2 separate regions of the Mus musculus genome follow, and region 2 is linked to region 1. Evidence: chromatin contacts called from public HiChIP or PLAC-seq data. All regions are on one chromosome and are shown on one strand. The core of a region is the stretch at or near the end of the contact, and the rest is flanking DNA. Distances in the headings are between cores, read along the strand shown. Region 1 overlaps Atp6v0d1 (ATPase, H+ transporting, lysosomal V0 subunit D1). Region 2 holds the start of Pard6a (par-6 family cell polarity regulator alpha).

What was found. HiChIP or PLAC-seq counts read pairs in DNA pulled down with a chosen protein or histone mark.
Region 2: an H3K4me3 HiChIP or PLAC-seq map of bone marrow-derived macrophages shows a contact between it and region 1, with 2.0 times the contacts expected there. The contact joins the promoter of Pard6a here to the enhancer-like site in region 1. A contact is called at or near these places in 5 of 39 promoter capture datasets (the C10 cell line, the SN4741 cell line, cranial neural crest and 2 more), 4 of 115 datasets of contacts at active chromatin or transcription factors (bone marrow-derived macrophages, embryonic limb bud, embryonic stem cells and 1 more) and 3 of 9 other capture datasets (adipose tissue, liver and pancreatic islet).

Annotation. Positions count from the first base shown.
Region 1 is chr8:105,542,379-105,545,542 of GRCm38.p6, forward strand. All of the region lies in intron 1 of Atp6v0d1 (ATPase, H+ transporting, lysosomal V0 subunit D1), which reads right to left. Among named protein-coding and RNA genes, the nearest start is that of Atp6v0d1, 22 kb to the right of the region's middle. Within about 2 kb of position 1,658, at least 87 of the 459 cell types and tissues checked have an H3K27ac peak or open chromatin away from gene starts, as enhancers often do. A contact at or near this core is called in adipose tissue, bone marrow-derived macrophages and liver, where this site is marked.
Region 2 is chr8:105,699,914-105,703,077 of GRCm38.p6, forward strand. Pard6a (par-6 family cell polarity regulator alpha) reads left to right here and starts at 1,734. Exons shown (of 3, transcript NM_019695.3): 1 at 1,734-1,890; 2 at 2,261-2,483; 3 at 2,695-3,164. The coding sequence starts at 1,828. It overlaps Acd (adrenocortical dysplasia), which reads right to left and starts at 1,315. Exons shown (of 11, transcript NM_001012638.2): 1 at 1,007-1,315; 2 at 790-926; 3 at 534-627; 4 at 369-445; 5 at 91-135. The coding sequence starts at 1,105.

The DNA.
Region 1 (3,164 bases), core at 408-2,907:
GTTCGTGCCAACTTGGCCACTTTCATCTACTTTTCTCCCATGGCCATCCTAAAGATGATAAAAAAGAGAAGGCAAAGCAAGTTAAAAGAAGCCATCTGGCTTTTAGTGATATGTGCACATCTTCCAATGTCTCTAACCCAGGCATCTGCAATGACTCTGATAAGGGGTTCTGTTCTTTCTTATTCTCACAATCTGGCTACTTTGAGAGTAAGGCATGGGTAACAGGAGGTATTCAACTCAGAAATACTTGGATTATTGTAGTAATTCAGATGGGTTTTTCAAGGAAAAAAAATCTAATTATATTGATGGCTATTGCTATAACAGTCTATAACAGTCTATTGCCTGCATTTCTACCTCCACATTGTAATAACCTTGAGACTAGACAAGTGCACAATCTTTGTAAAAGAAACATGGAAGAGAGGTTTTAGGTCAGCTGGCGGAAAGCTTACCTAGCATATACGAAGTCCTGGGTTCATTTCCTAACACTGTACAAACCCAGGTGTGATGACACATACCTATAATACTAGCATTTGGAGGCAGAAGTAGTTCAGTTGCTCAAGGCCATCTTAGGCTATAAGACCCTGTCTTGATAAAGAAAAGAAAAACAGAACTAGGGGGTGGGGTACAGACAGGACAATACTTTATCTTAGAACACTTGTCTAGTAGTTCCTTACAGCCATGCTGCTTCATAAGTCTGCCAGCTTTTCTGAATTACTTTGAGAAGCATAACTTTCTTCTTTTCTCCTCCCTTATTTAAGCATATTTTTCTTAACATACTGGGCTTCACTCCTCTAATGCCCCATTTCCCACCATGGAGCTCTGTATGCTGCCAAATGGCTGACCTCCACAATGGTTTAACTCAAACTGCATGGCTGTTTTTCCTTTTCCATTCTCCTCCTCCAGGCAGCTACTGAGATTTACAACTTGCTTGCCCTGGGGTTTTTCTTTGAAACTCTTATAAAATTGTCCTCTTAAATAAACTTTGGCTTCACTTGACTTTCAAAAAGAAAAAAGGAAAAAGAAAGATTATTAATGCCTCTGAAATGGTTTTTGTGGGTATGAAACAAATGGTTAAAAATATGAGCTATCCCACCTAATAAGTACTGAAATGAAGCAGACTTCATTTACCATGTCATAGTCGTGTCCTGATTTATATATTTGTATCTACCAGCAAACATGTTGCTACCGGAGCCTGAGGGACCAACATGAACAAGGGGTTTTGGTCCAGGGCCACCAAGTTCTCAAACGTTTACTACAAGAAGTTCTAGAGCTGACAGCAGCTAGGCCAAACTGTCTGTTTATCCATGCAGTCATAGCAGTCAGCCTAAAATTCTCTTCAGGTCAAAAGACTTCCTCTTCAGCTCCCTAGAGATCAAGACAGGCACAGGAAGGCTCCAGAGTAAAACTCAGTCCTCTGACTGGAGTGCCTCCTGTCACTGGCCCCATCAGTTCCCAGGGTAGCAAGCCCACTACCCTACTGGATCCCCTGATCCTTCATTCCTAAAGCATTGAGGATCCAGGCCCCTGCACACTCTGTCCTTCTAAGCCCTGGCACATGCTCTGGGAAGATTCCCGAGGCAAGCTATCAACTCCCACTGGGGATCCTGAAGATAAGCTCTCCAACAGCATGACACTTCCTCTATCCCAGACTTTGCCTTACATCACAAAACTTCTCTCTCAGAAGACTAGCTCAGCAACTTCCCCAACTGCCAAATACTTTCTCTTTAACAACCAGATAGTCTTCATCAAATACCTGGTACTCCAGTGAGAGTTTTCACCTCAGAAGGCCTGGACATACACAGGCTATGCAATGGTCTCCTTCCCATGCCAGGAGCAATCTTTGTGCTGGACCTCTCAGACATGTCAATTTCAAAGGCTTATCAATTAAAAGCCAGAACCTTGTCCAGAGTCTCACAGTCAAGAGTATAGAGAGGCTAGGATATCAGGCAGGCCTGGTGGGACTCTGTCAGTCCCCACCTCGGCTGTCTTTTGTTCTCTGAGCCTCCTTGAACACATTGGTAGAGCAGACCTTTTAGGTATAGAACCAGCTGTCCAAACAGCCTTTAAAGCCAGAAGAGTTGACCACTGGCTTGCAGACCACCTGGACACTCACTGCCCACTTGTCAATAGTAGGCATAGGCCCACACTCTCATGACTCAGTGACAAATCCCACTAGCATCACTTTTGACATCAACCATTACTAAAGAAGGTAGGAAAATATGCTTGGGGTTGAGCAGAACAAAGCTAGAATGCTCCTTTGTACAGCCCCACCCCTGGGACTTCACACAAGCTTCAGAGCAGACACCCCTGTGCTTCCATTGCTGCATTCTGCTGACACTGCATCGGGAGAAGCCACGGCTCTGAGCACTGCTGGAATGCAGGCGGCTGGGTGGTTTCTGCTGGAGTTTGTCAGATCAGAGCAAACCCGGGAGACTCTACTGAGAATCCTGCCCAAGGCTGGAAGAGTCTGCCTTACCAGGAAACTCATTTTTAAAAGCCCCCAGAGACAATGTCAAAGGGCCAGTTCCAGACCACTTTCTCTGGCTAAGACCCACATTTCCCTGTGACCAAGGGAAAAGGGACAGCCTGCCAGCCAAGGCAACTGGAGGGAGGGAGACAGGCTGATTCCTTAGCTCGCCCACGAGGGGACCACACAGGGCTTCTAAACCAGTTCTGACCCTGTTGGAGAAACCTGGCGCCCAGAAACAGTGGCTGGCAACCCTAAGCCCTTCAGACAGGCCTGGCCAGGGCTAGGACAAGCTGGGTTAGAATTCTCTCTCCTCAGCTTCCTGCTATTTCTGAAGGTTGTGGAGGAGGGGATGTGACTGGGAATAGAATCCAAGCATTAGGAGAGGCCTGGAACTTATAGATGCCTAGTGGGAGACTTAGCCACCCGGCCCTAGCCCAGCCCCTCAAGGGCACCCGAGGACAACAGGGGCTAGGTTTGCTATGGGACCTGGGCTCAGCAGCCTAACAGCATCAGTGACAGTCCTTGAGAGGACCAGGCATGACTGGTTTGAGGTATGAGCTGTGTTCTAGTTACAGTAGACTCTGGGGACAACACTGGTCTACCCACAAGCCCAGCTGTCTACCCCAAATTCTATCAGTGGCCCAGTGCCAAGTGTCTGGACAGTTGGGATGTCTGACAGTAAAAGACTTCCTCA
Region 2 (3,164 bases), core at 484-2,983, 160 kb after region 1:
CTTCTCAGGGACAGCTCTGATGCCAATCTACCCAGCTCTGCCACCCGTGACCATACCGCGCACAGCCTCAGGGCCCAACCCCAAACTTACTCAAGACACTCATTGAGTTTTCTCTGCACATCTGAATCCTGATTGCTGGGAGAAAGAGGAGGGTGGTAGGTGATCAGGGTTATTGATGCCCATCCCTCTCACCTGAAGATCTATGCCAAGTGCGCGTGAAGAGACAAAAGGTGGAAGCTTCATTTAACTGTTTTGTTTTGGGGAGAGGAATATGGAGAGATTTAGACTGAAGCCCTCAGGACTTCAGCCATGCGAAGCCTGTAGTCTGCCACTGAGCTACATCCCCTTCCCTTAAAGGGACCACTTACCAACCAGTCACCTGTATCCGGGGCTGCTCCGTGGGCAGCAGGTTAAAGCGATCCACCTGGAGGTAGAACTCCGCAGGCTGGAGGAGTTGGGGAGTGGTGTCTCAGGAGTGGTGACAAAGAGCTAGGTACAGTAACCAACCCGCCCAAGTGAGCCTTACCACTCACCGCATGGTCCTGAGCCACCTGAACGCGGAGCCCGCAGGCCTGCAGTAGCAGGAGCCGGCCCTCGGTCCCGCGGAATCCGAGCTCCTTCTCCTCCCTGCGGCGAGCACAGCCCTCATTGTCCAGAGCACAGGCACAAACCCCCATACGCCTGGGGAATGAGCTTTCCCCACTTCTCCAGTACCCGCCCACTTCAGGTTCAATGCCCCACTAGCCAGCTGGCCTCCCACCTTCCGCTGACAAGTAGCACTTCTCTTACCAGTCGGAGGTGTCGATGGCGTTGCGCGTCACCACGCATCGGACACTGTGGGTTCCGTCTGACACAAGTAACACGGCCCCGGTGTCAGGTGTGTCAGGGGCGGAAGAAGGGCCGGGAGTCTCCGAGTCCTGGAGTACCTAACACAACAGTAGTGGCTAGTGTCAATTCACTCCCGCCTTCTCTACCCGGGTCTCTGGGATCTGAGCGACCTGCTTACCTTGAGCAGCTGCCCGGTTCGTGGACTTGACAGTGTTTCTGAACCTAGGATCAGCTCTCGAATCCAGGGCTGTAGGGCCAGCAACCCTGAATCGGACATTAGCAGGGCGGCACCCTGGGCGACCCCCAGGAAAGGGTCTTCCCGCGAGCACCGCCGCTCCGCCTCTAGCGGGAGAGGAAGCACGTGACCGCCAGGCGGATCCTAAGTTTGAGACTCCGCCCCCCTCGCGGTTCTGCGCCTGCGCAAGCTCTTCCCGGGTCCTGCTGACTGACCTAGCTGCTGGCTGATGACAGTTTATTCTTACCGGGGCATCTCTCTGAGCCCGTGAGCTGTTCCTCAGTACAACTCTAGAGCCGGAAAGGAAAAGGCAAGGACTAGATTGGATGAGAGCGATCCAGGTTAGGAGGCTGCAGCAGAGAATGGGGCCTGAAGCCACTTTGGCTCTGTGTAAGACCTCCAGAATTTTCCTAAAATGTTGCCGTAGTTTCCTTTACAAAATGAAAATGACAGCACGGACAACTTAATAAATGTTTGTTCCCTCATTCTGCCTTCGGATTGGTCGAGTCCTTTTTGGGACGCTCGAACCATAGCGTAATGACGTAAGAACAGAGAAAGCCCTCTCTGCCTCCGTCTCCGTTTCCTAGGAAACGTAGACTCCACGTTTCTCGGTGTCGCGTCCCCCTTGACGTCATGGTTTGGGTGGGAGGGCGGGGCGAGTGCTACCGCCAGGGGCGGGGCGGCTCGGGCCAGCGGGCCGGGCTGTGCACCTGCGCCTCGGCGGGCTGCTGTGGGGCACTGTCCCCCGCCCGCCAGGCCCTGCAATGGCCAGGCCGCAGAGGACTCCGGCGCGCAGTCCCGATAGCATCGTCGAGGTGAAGAGCAAAGTAAGGGCTTCTCTGGTCTCGGCTCTAGCCACTGCGCTAGGGCTCCTAATTCCCTTTCTCTCCCTTATTAGTTCCTTGGCTCTCCATCACCTCTTTCTGTCCTCCATCCTCCGTCCTATTCTGCTTTTCTGTCTGCCTCCCCTCATCGCATCCTCCCTCCCACTACGGACTTCCAGAGTCCCTCTGTGGCCTGGGTATGTGGAGAGCAAGGGAAAGACCTTGGACAGTGTCCCTTGTACTGGAGCTGAGGTTTAAGCCTAAGGCTGCAGCTGTTCCAGCAACCTTTCCCTCTCCTGACAGCCTCAGTGCTGTGGTGAGAAAGGGGCTTGGGATGTCCTGACACTCCGTTCCCTTTCCCTCCCGCCTCCAGTTTGACGCCGAGTTCCGACGCTTTGCACTACCCCGCACTTCGGTGAGAGGCTTTCAGGAGTTCTCGCGATTGCTGTGTGTGGTACACCAGATCCCTGGCCTGGACGTCCTGCTTGGCTATACGGATGCTCACGGTGACTTGCTGCCCCTCACCAACGATGACAGTTTGCACCGGGCCCTGGCCAGCGGGCCCCCACCTCTGCGCCTCTTGGTTCAGAAACGGGGTGAGGATGGGGTACAGTGGGCAGCTTTCTTGGGTTAGGGTGATAGGACAGGTATATCAGGGTAGATCATACCCAGGGCCCCCAGGCTTTATGTTCTGTAGCCTCTGCCCTTGGTCTGACCTCCAAGTAGCAGGAAAACAGTTGACATTGTCCCTATCACAGGCCCAATTGGGAGAAGTCTCTAATCTTAGTCCCCCCCCCTCTCCTGCAGCAGAAGGTGACTCGAGTGGCCTGGCTTTTGCCTCCAACTCTCTACAAAGGCGCAAGAAAGGGCTCCTGCTACGACCAGTGGCACCTCTGCGCACCAGGCCACCCTTGTTAATCAGCTTGCCCCAAGATTTCCGCCAGGTGTCTTCAGTTATAGATGTGGACCTACTACCTGAGACCCACCGACGAGTGAGGCTGCACAAACATGGTTCAGACCGTCCCCTGGGCTTCTACATTCGAGATGGCATGAGTGTTCGCGTGGCTCCCCAGGGCCTGGAGCGGGTTCCAGGTATCTTCATCTCCCGCCTGGTACGTGGGGGCCTGGCTGAGAGTACAGGGCTGCTGGCGGTCAGTGATGAGATCCTTGAGGTCAACGGCATTGAGGTGGCCGGGAAGACCTTGGACCAAGTGACGGACATGATGGTCGCCAACAGCCACAACCTCATCGTCACTGTCAAGCCTGCCAACCAGCGT